Regions from separate parts of the Sus scrofa genome. Here region 2 is linked to region 1. A link is a contact called in public Hi-C data. All regions are on one chromosome and are shown on one strand. The core of a region is the stretch at or near the end of the contact, and the rest is flanking DNA. Distances in the headings are between cores, read along the strand shown.

Region 1 (4,755 bases), core at 158-2,657:
CACACCCCACAGGACAACAAGCTCCCTCACAATGCTGTGCCAGTGTTTCCTCACTCAGGCATAGAGACAGAGTATAGCAATGACTGTCCCTCCCTTTCCGCTGGGCTTGCCAACGGTAGGGTCACTTGGAACCAGTTCTGGGACCCTGTGGCACTGAGAAGAGACCACCTCATTTCCTGTGGATGAGAAAGTAGTCTGCAGATGTCCAGAGGCAAGTCACTACCAACCTATGTTGGATTTTGACAGGACCTAGAGATTCCCAAAGTCAGCTTTTCAAAGAGTGCGTGCTACTTAGATTAGATAACAGCCATTCTTTGAGGGACGTGTTTGTTAGACGAGTCCAAAATACAGATCTTTCATTTAGTATCTGACATGATTGGACCTGAAGAAAAAGCCAGGAGATACACAAATACCTAGAAAGGTCTTAGCCCCCACCCCCAAAGAAAATACAATGCTCAGAACAATGTAATCATACTTACAATTATTAAAAAAAACTGGAATCTAAAATATGGCACAAACATTCCTATCTACAAGATCAAAAGAGATTATGGACATGGAGTGCAGACTTGTGGTTGCCGGGGGATGAGGGAGGAAGTGGGATGGATGGGAGTTTGGAGTTAGTAGATGCAAACTATTCCATTTAGAATGGATAAGCAATGAGGTCCTACTGTACAGCACAGGGAACTATATCCAATCTCTTAGGGTAGAACATGATGGAAGACAGTATGAGAAAAAGAATGGATATATGTATGACTGGGTCTCTATGCTGTATGGCAGAAATTGACACAATGCTGTAAATCAACTACACTCTAATTAAAAAAAAAGATTCCATAAAAATATGATAATATATTGATATAATATAACCTTATATGTCACATCATTAATATGGAATTAATTTAATTTGATGGTATGTTATTGATAAATAGTAGTAACATATGCATAATAAATCCTTTTTATGCCAAAAATAAATAAATACATGAATATAAGAATTCTGAAAAAAATTTGGATTTTTTTTTAAACATTTCCACATGAAACTGGAAATAGAGACAACATTTTATTAGGTTGTGATTTGACACAGCAAGAGAGGTTGTCTACTCTGCAAGGCAGCTGGGTTAACAACCTGGACAGAACTGACGTCAATTCTCTTAAGCTGGCTCGTCAATTCAGCTCAACAGGTCATTTAAGTAAATGCTTGGTCTATTTATCTCTTTTTCAAGGAATTAACTGGTTGCTTGATGACATGCTCAAAGGGGTTTGCTATTTTAACATTGGTAGGTATAAGCTCTTATTAATAGCTTTTTAAAAAGGAGAAAGAGGAATAAAAACTGCTAGCATATATTTTAGGTACCTCAAACACACCACCACAGCCACCACCACTTCCTGTAAATTTTGAAAACTTCCTCACCCTTTCATCTCAACTGTTCAGTTCAGCAGCATTACAGAACAATAGGTCTGGTGCTATAGGATCAGTGTCTCATTTTAGAAAATGGTAAGAAGGGGTGTTAAAGTATATTGTAGGGCAAACCATTCTCTTCCACAATCAAGTTCCTATCTTGGCCCATAAAGTCGAAGCTTCCTCCCTCCCTCCCTTTGCTGTCAGCATCCTTGACCAAGGGAAGAGAAGTGATCTACCCAATTAGTATGACTGGGACGCTTAGGAAGTAGGAAATGAGTGTGCAGGGCACAGCCTCTGCCTCTTTGTCTTTTTCTCTTGGTCCCTCTGTCACTCACTATGGACTGACCTTAAGACAAACACATTTTCTGCTCTGAAATGCAAGAAGTGACTTCTACCCCTTGGGGAGAGATTCACAGCCTGTGATGATCCAGCCCTGCCAGCAACTGGGAGGGTAAACTCAGTTCAGGGACAAAGAATTAGGAAGCCCACTTGGCCACAGAGCTATGCTGTGACCTCTAATCAGGTGTGTTTGTAATTAAGTTGAGATATTGATCTTTTATCCTTCCCTTCCAAACTTCCAAACTCAGGAGGGAAGGAAAGGGATGTTACTTATTGCTCCTTCCCAAAAAGTCAATACATTTAAATTCTAATTGTGTGTTATAGTTAATATTTTGATTTTTCATCTGACTTTCTAATTATGGCACCAGATTAATGCTGAAGCAGGAATGAAAGAGCCTGGTATACCTATCTATAAATATTGATGTTTTGGTAGACATTCACCAACCAGCTTTCTGGGAAGAAAAAGTTGATCATCTCTGTGATGTGAAATTTCAAGCCGCTCATGGTGGTGACATCACTGCCTCAATGTCACAAGCTGGAATTTACCAGCTGCAGCACACCACAATCTATAAAGAATGCTGAACTTCTGTTATTTCCTGAGAATTAAACTCCAAGGATTCTTGTGCCAATTTTATAAACAAACTACCACTTTATTAGCTCTTGAAACTAATAAGTGACTGCAATCCTTATTATCCAGCTGCCTGTTAAAGAAGAATCACCTACTGCAACATGCAGTTCAGATAAGATGCCATTAGTTGAATCATCCTTCTTTTCTTTTCTCCTCCTCTCTTCTTTCCTCTACCAAACAGACTGTTTGGCTGTCAGGAGCAGCAGCGGAAACACCCTGTGAAGGACTGTTCACAGCCTTTTGAGAGATGTGGATGACCATGTTGGCTAAAATGGAAAGTTAAGACACATTAAGGGGCACTAATACTTGTGGAATCCCCTAGCTAGGACCTCCTGAAGTTTGGAAGGCGTATAATGCATTGGAAAGAATGGACTTACAAGTGACAGAGAGTTGGATGTGAATATTTACTGATGTTTACTGGCTCTGCCACCCTGGAAAGTGAGTAGCAGCAGGCCTGTAATACATTCTCTCTCTTAATTGAGGAAATGTGCCTGGGAAAGAAAGGAAGATAATCCGGTTAATTTCCTTGCAATTACGTAGTGACAGACCCTCAGGCAAACACACTAACACTGCCTGTAATCCTTATCTATGGAATGCTTTGGGCAGGATGAACCTGATCTCTCTAGGATTGATTACCATGGTAATCAAATCTGAAATTTATGAATATATGGAATTTTGTTTCCTAATATCATCACATAATCTATGTAACTATCGGAGGATAAAATGGAGATATTTCATGAAAGGAACAGCTCTCTTCTGCATACACCACTGCACATGAGAGACACTTTCTATTATTCAAGGAGACAACTAGTCTCAGTGTAGCAAGAAATGACCTAAGAGCTGTGTTTGTGGGTCCCAGTCTTCTCCTTGCTTTATCTATGCCTTGAAGTTTTTCGTATCTATTGACCTAAAACAAACAGACCACCAGTTATTTCTCCAGCAAAGATGGGTTTACTTGGGATCAGCAGAGAATTGCAAATCTGAGTCTGCATCCATGGTGAGCTACATGCAAGTCCCAACATGTAAAGAGAAAGAGACTGCTTTTATAGAGGGGGGAAATGAAGTTGGGAGGGCTATAGTAAACAAAGATTCCATGACTTTTCATTGGCCTGGTCTTTGCCAGGAAAGAAAAGGAGTCTTCTTCTTGTCAGGCTCTGCTGTCATTGCAGGGCATGAGAGTTCTCCCTTTTGGTCTCCCATCTCTATTTATTTAAGCTTTCTCTTTATTAATTTTTTTTAATAATTTTCCCCTTTTGATCAAGATCGTTCTCTGAAAGCATCACTGATCAAGACTTGGTTTTACCAGTTTCGGCAGCTTTTTGTCCCTCAATACCAGGAAGACCCTTTCCTGGGTGTGGTGTCTCATGTTGGAGAGAAAATGCAGATTGGAAACCTATTGAGGACGCATGTGAGTAACGATGAGAGGTAGGGAGGAGAACTCTCAGTCACCTTTAATCTACAGTTCATATGTTGTCAAGCTCATAGACATGGGAGATCATCTGAAGTGTTATGTCATCATCAGAGGTTTGTTGACAAAATGATAAAGCGGAATCTTCACAGTGCACTTCTAGGAGATGAAGCCCTTTCATGTTACACCTTTTAATCTGGATACTTTGTCTTTCAGAAAAGACACCTTCAGAAAGAACCTCTTCGACCTTGCTGAAAAGGCCCTTATCAGGTATGGCCAACCAGCCACAGGGCCACCAAATTCCAGGGAATAGACTCTTGGATTCATGCAGCATACCTAAAGACAGCACCAAACCCTGGCTGAAACTTGCACATCTGGTGACACGAAAGTACAGATTTCCCAGAATTGAAGCAGATGACATCCATGAGATAGCTTTTTCAAGATGTCCAGACCAGGCCTATTGGAAATTTGTTAACAAACCACAAGTCAAACAGAGTAAAGAGGTTACTTCCTTTGAGAATGGATGTTAGTAACATGCGAGGGTCAGGAACAGCAGGGTGTTGTGGGGTAACACTGTTGTTTACTGCTCAGAGGCCCTGGCAAACCTCCACTCTCAGCCCTTAGGTTTTCTCCCTGGTAACATGAGAGTGTTGCAGGTGCTAGAAAAAGGGATAATCAGGCCTTGGGCCCTGCAGTCTTCTATTATGGGCATTATGCCTTGAAGGTCTTCTTTACTTACAGAATATTGATTAACTCTCAGAAGAGGTCTTGAGGAATCTTAATCTTGATGGGAGTTGCGCTGTGAATTTCGTCAATATCAGGGGAAGATTTTGCCCATAAGGAGGATGGTAGCTGATTTAATAGGGACAAATGATCAGTGTTTCTAGAATCAGCTCTAGTACCATTGAGATGGAACAAACAAAAGATGTCAAAGGGCCATTTCATGCTTCTAGATGACTGCTTTGGTGACTAGTATCAATTTTT
Region 2 (4,886 bases), core at 1,278-3,777, 580 kb before region 1:
GTGGTTACTGTTTTGGACCCTGAAGATCCAGGGCTCTTAGATCCTAAGAGCTATATGTTCTAATTCTCCCCACTAAAAAGTTAGGAGTCCAAATTGCTTCCACAGCCATCATCACCTATGCAGAAAATCAGAACCATAAAAATACATGAAGGGGAGTTCCCGTCGTGGCGCAGTGGTTAACGAATCCGACTAGGAACCATGAGATTGCGGGTTCGGTCCCTGCCCTTGCTCAGTGGGTTAACGATCCGGCGTTGCCGTGAGCTGTGGTGTAGGTTGCAGACGCGGCTCGGATCCGGCGTTGCTGTGTCTCTGGCGTAGGCCGGTGGCAATGGCTCCGATTCAACCCCTAGCCTGGGAACCTCCATATGCCGCGGGGGCGGCCCAAGAAATAGCAAAAAGATAAAAAAAAAAAAAAAAAAAAAAAAAAAGAAAATACATGAAGGAATCTCTTCTCCGCACAGAACAGGGATTGGGAAGAGAGATGGAAATTTGATGTTTGTATTTAGTTTTATGGAGCTAAAAAAACAGTGCAAATATCCACAAACCACCACCTTCCCCTGACTCCATGAAATATATACTTTAATACAGAGAATTAAAAAAGTACCTCCCCTTCTGACATGCTATAGACTCAAACAATTTCTCATTTTGCTCAAGTGGAAGAATTTCCTCCTAAATCGTTTTCTCTTATTCCAAGTTAGAGTTTTATTCATTCATTCAATAGACATCAATTAAGCACATTGACTGGGCTTCCATATAGTTAATAAAGCTTTTAAGCACTGCAATCATCTGTGTAAATCTGACATGTTTACTGAATTAGCCAGCAGGGTATAAACCAGATTGTCTTTATTCTTTTCCCCCCAGGACCCTTCAACCTGCTCTCTTGCTGGTTCTTTCCTGCCCTGGAGGAAATACCAAGCATATTCCACAACTTTTCTGGTCTCCTGCCGTCCCAAGAGTAATTTCATTCTATAGTTTGGAAAAGCATCTTCCAGTCTAACCTTGAAAGATCTACGGTTTATCCAATTAAAAGCCTCTGCCTCTCCCATCAAGGACTGTCTGTGGCTGGGAAATCTCCAGTGTGGATCCGGGGGGGGGTCTCCTCCTTGCTTCTCCCAGTCTCCTACTCCTCACCCCTCACTAGCTGCTGTATGGGGTCCCTCCAGGGATGGAGCAAATGGAAGAAGGGAGAAGTTTTAGTGATGGTCTCTTCTAACTGTACTAGTGCCGTCACAGTCTGGGATGTGCCTCTGGTAGCAGATGCACAATTGAGGACTCGGGATATGACCCGCGCCCCTAACATCATCTTACGAGGCTCCTCACTTACACTTCTTTTGACTTGGATGAAGATGCCTCCTTGGTTGGCCACCATCAATTCCACCATCAATTCATCTTCCTGGCTCCCAGGCAGTCCACACCTATGTTGAATCCCCTTGGCCCTCCAGACCAACCTGTTTTTGGTTCAACATGTGTATCTCAGTCAGGAGACTCCTGGCCATAACCAGTGATGTACAGGAAAACAAATTAACAACCAGATTTTTTTTGGTGTGGATAGGAATCCCCAATTCGGAGCACTTCACAGTTTCTGAGTTTTAAATAGTCCCATCATGGCCACTTTCGAGCTAACAAGATGATGTCACTGGGTACAGAGTTGGGAAGAGATGTGCCCAATCAGCTCTAGTGAGCTGGCTCCAGTATCTACTGTTGCTTCAGTAAGTGACAAGTCAAACTGGCTTATGCTATAAAGGAATAGATTGGTTTATATTACAAGAAACCTGGAGGTGGGTGAGAGTTAGGGCTTTCTTATCTGTGAGTTTATGGAACTCGTAAAACAGCCAAGTTCTTTCTGGCTCCAGGAGCAATGTTGTCTTGATTTTTTTTTTTTTTTTTGTCATGCGCCAAATGTTACATTTTTTTTACCCTGAACTGGTATAATTTGAGGTAAATCTGTTGCCTTCTTTATTGCATTGTTTTAGTACTACTTAAACTTTTAAAAAATAATTTGTATTAACGTGTTGTTGATTTATAATATTCCTTCAATTTCTGCTGTATGCTAAAGTGACACAGTTTATATATATACATATATATTCTTATATATATATTCTTTTTTTTCATACTAATCTTCCATCATGTTTTAACCCAAGAGATTGGACATCGTTCCCTGTGCTGTACAGAAGGACCCCATCGTTTATCTATTCTAAATGTAATAGTTTGCATCTATCAACAAATGTTGTCTTGAGTTTGAGGCACTGTTCTTGACTTGAGTAGAGTTAGCTCATTTTGAATTTTTTCTTGGTCTGAGCTTTGGACCTTTAAAGTAACTTGGGATCAAAGACCTTATCAGTAGATTTTTCTTTAGAATTTAATTTCTCTCCTCTCCTCTTAGACTCAGAATCATTTTCAGGTGAAGAAAAAAGTTGTGCCAGACAATGTGTAAAGTCCTATCAGCTTTCAAAGAGTTATGAGCTGCTCCCACAACTTGTTTCCACATAACCTTGTTTCTATGTACACTTTTCCATGATGATCTCATCTCCTCACATGGTTTCAGTTATTGTCTCTGTGTGCAGTAGATAATTCACAAATATGTAAGTCTAGCTCTGAAATCTCTTCATGACTCTAGTACCTACGTTTCAAATTCCCAATCAACATTTTTTTCTATGGGGGTCCCAGGGACTTCAAATGCAACTCATCTAATCTGAATAAATCACTCTTCCCTTGTTCTTTCCAAGTACATAAACGAACAAGAGCTAAACTTTTCCAGAAAGGGTCAGTCACTGTTAAGGGCACCACTACTCTCCAAGGAAAAAAAAAATGACTCATCTTTTGATAATTAAGGATGATGCTCAGGTCAAAATCTGATTTAAGAAAATAAATGACTCATCGTTTAATGCACTGAGAGAGGGAAGGCATAGAGGATAAAGTGGTCTCTTATGATAAGGGTTGGAGGAGAAGGCGTAGAGAATAGGGGATGAACTTGGCTTTGAGTACCTTATTTATTTATTTATTTTTTGGCCACACCTGTGGCATATGGAAGTTCCTGTGCCAGGAATCGAACCTGTGCTACCACAGAGACAATACCAGATCCTTAATCCCACCGTGCCACAGAGGGAATTCCTGGTCATGCCAAATTTAAAGCGTGATTTTGACGTCCCAGAGAAGGTATCTGGAGACAATGATGCTCACTGGTCTGGTACTCAGGGGAGAGATCCCGGCTGGGGAGAAAGATGGACTTGACGGTACCGGTGTGGAAAAGCACACTCAGGTGGAGCAGGCAGAGTGAGGAAAGAAGAATAGTGAGGCTGATGCCCTGAGCATGATATTGAAGGAAAGACATGGAGAGAAAATATCTTCAAAAGTTGACTGAAAAAAGCAGGGAGGTCGGAAGAAAGCCAAGATAATGACATGTTCTTGAAGTCAAGGGAAGAGAAGTTTCAAGGAAAATTTCCGGTCTGGAGAGCCAACTCTTGTTGACACCTGACAGAGGGTTGAGGCCTGTGAAGTGTACTCTGGATTAGCAATAAAGAGCTTGTGGGAGATCTTCCAAATGCATTTGCAGGGGTGTGTGGGGTGCAGCCGCCAGGATGTGGTGAGCGGGAAGTGAAGACACAGATGACTATTCAGCAAATGGTGTTAGCAAAAAGGGATAACCTTTTGGGAGGAAGAATCAACACATGTTCGCTTAAATATCCATTATGTGGCCAGGGTGGAAAATAAAAACAAACAGGAAATAAATCCAAGAGCTCATCCTCCAGGAAGATGTAAGAGAAGGCTTCAACCGATATGCAGCCCAACATTCACTGGCATTTTCAGGGGCAGCAATGTGAAGAAAGTATTTTCAGGACCAGAAAGGGTTTGAGTACAGGTGTAACGACAGCAGAGGAAGGTATGTATGTGCTGAGGAGCTGTCGTGTTTCAGAAAAATTAACTAAGATTAACCAAGACAGAGCAAAGGGAGGGAAACCTGCAAGCAGGACGAACACGGGCTGGGAGGCTCTCTTCCACTGCTCTTTTCACCGACGTTTGAACATCTTCAAGACCATGGCATTTGAAAGCACCACCACTGCCACCACCATCATCATACAAACCTCTTCCTGGAGTTCCCGTCGTGGCGCAGTGGTTAACGAATCCGACTAGGAACCATGAGATTGCGGGTTCGATCCCTGGCCTTGCTCAGTGGGTTGGGGATCCGGCGTTGCTGTGAGCTGTGGTGTAGGTCGCAGACGCGGCTCGGATCCCATGTTGCTGTGGCTCTGGTGTAGGTCGGTGGCTACAGCTCCGATTCGACCCCTAGCCTGGGAACCTCCCTCCATATGCCGCGGGAAGCGGCCCTAGAAAAGGCAAAAAGACAAAAAAAAAAAAAACCCTCTTCCTATAGCACCCTACTTTTCTCTAGTCCCAGCCACACTCTCTCCTTTTCACAACCAAACATTTCAAAATGCTTTCTCTCCATGCATGCTGAGCTCCTTAAAGTTCTTTTGAATCCGTTTCAAGGCCTCGTTATTTACTCCAACCTCCATCTAAATTTTTTTTCCGGGTTCTTTTCCACAGAGGAAGGGGAAGGGAGGGAAGGACTGGGCCGACGAGCAGTCACAGTACAGGCACACGGTGGCCCCTGTGCTTTGTCGAGGCAGAGCCCTTCTCTTGGCTCCCCTGGGCTGCTGCCCCACCCCCACTTTCTTCCTCCTTCTGTTTTACATGTCTTTGAGCTTCCATCATCTCTCAGTCTCCCAAATGTTTTTCTGCAGCATGGTTGATTGTTTTAAATTGAAGTACAATTGATTTACAATGCTGCGTTAGTTTCAGGGATACAACAGCAAAGTGATTCAGTTTTATATATATATATATACATACACACACGCAGATATATAATCTTTTTCAGATTCTTTTCC

Evidence for each region. Hi-C and Micro-C count contacts between places; a contact is called where the count stands out from the background.
Region 2: a contact with region 1 is called in a Hi-C map of retroperitoneal adipose tissue, with 2.0 times the contacts expected there. The contact joins two enhancer-like sites. A contact is called at or near these places in 22 of 47 Hi-C or Micro-C datasets (adipocytes, alveolar macrophages, blood and 16 more) and 2 of 2 datasets of contacts at active chromatin or transcription factors (alveolar macrophages and skeletal muscle).

What each region holds. Positions count from the first base shown.
Region 1 is chr5:76,961,228-76,965,982 of Sscrofa11.1, reverse strand. The region is part of intron 2 of LOC106510388 (a long non-coding RNA gene); the gene reads right to left. Among named protein-coding and RNA genes, the nearest start is that of SCAF11, 87 kb to the right of the region's middle. Within about 2 kb of position 1,407, at least 11 of the 83 cell types and tissues checked have an H3K27ac peak or open chromatin away from gene starts, as enhancers often do. A contact at or near this core is called in retroperitoneal adipose tissue, where this site is marked.
Region 2 is chr5:77,539,507-77,544,392 of Sscrofa11.1, reverse strand. No RefSeq gene overlaps it. Among named protein-coding and RNA genes, the nearest start is that of SLC38A4, 52 kb to the right of the region's middle. Within about 2 kb of position 2,527, at least 6 of the 83 cell types and tissues checked have an H3K27ac peak or open chromatin away from gene starts, as enhancers often do. A contact at or near this core is called in retroperitoneal adipose tissue, where this site is marked.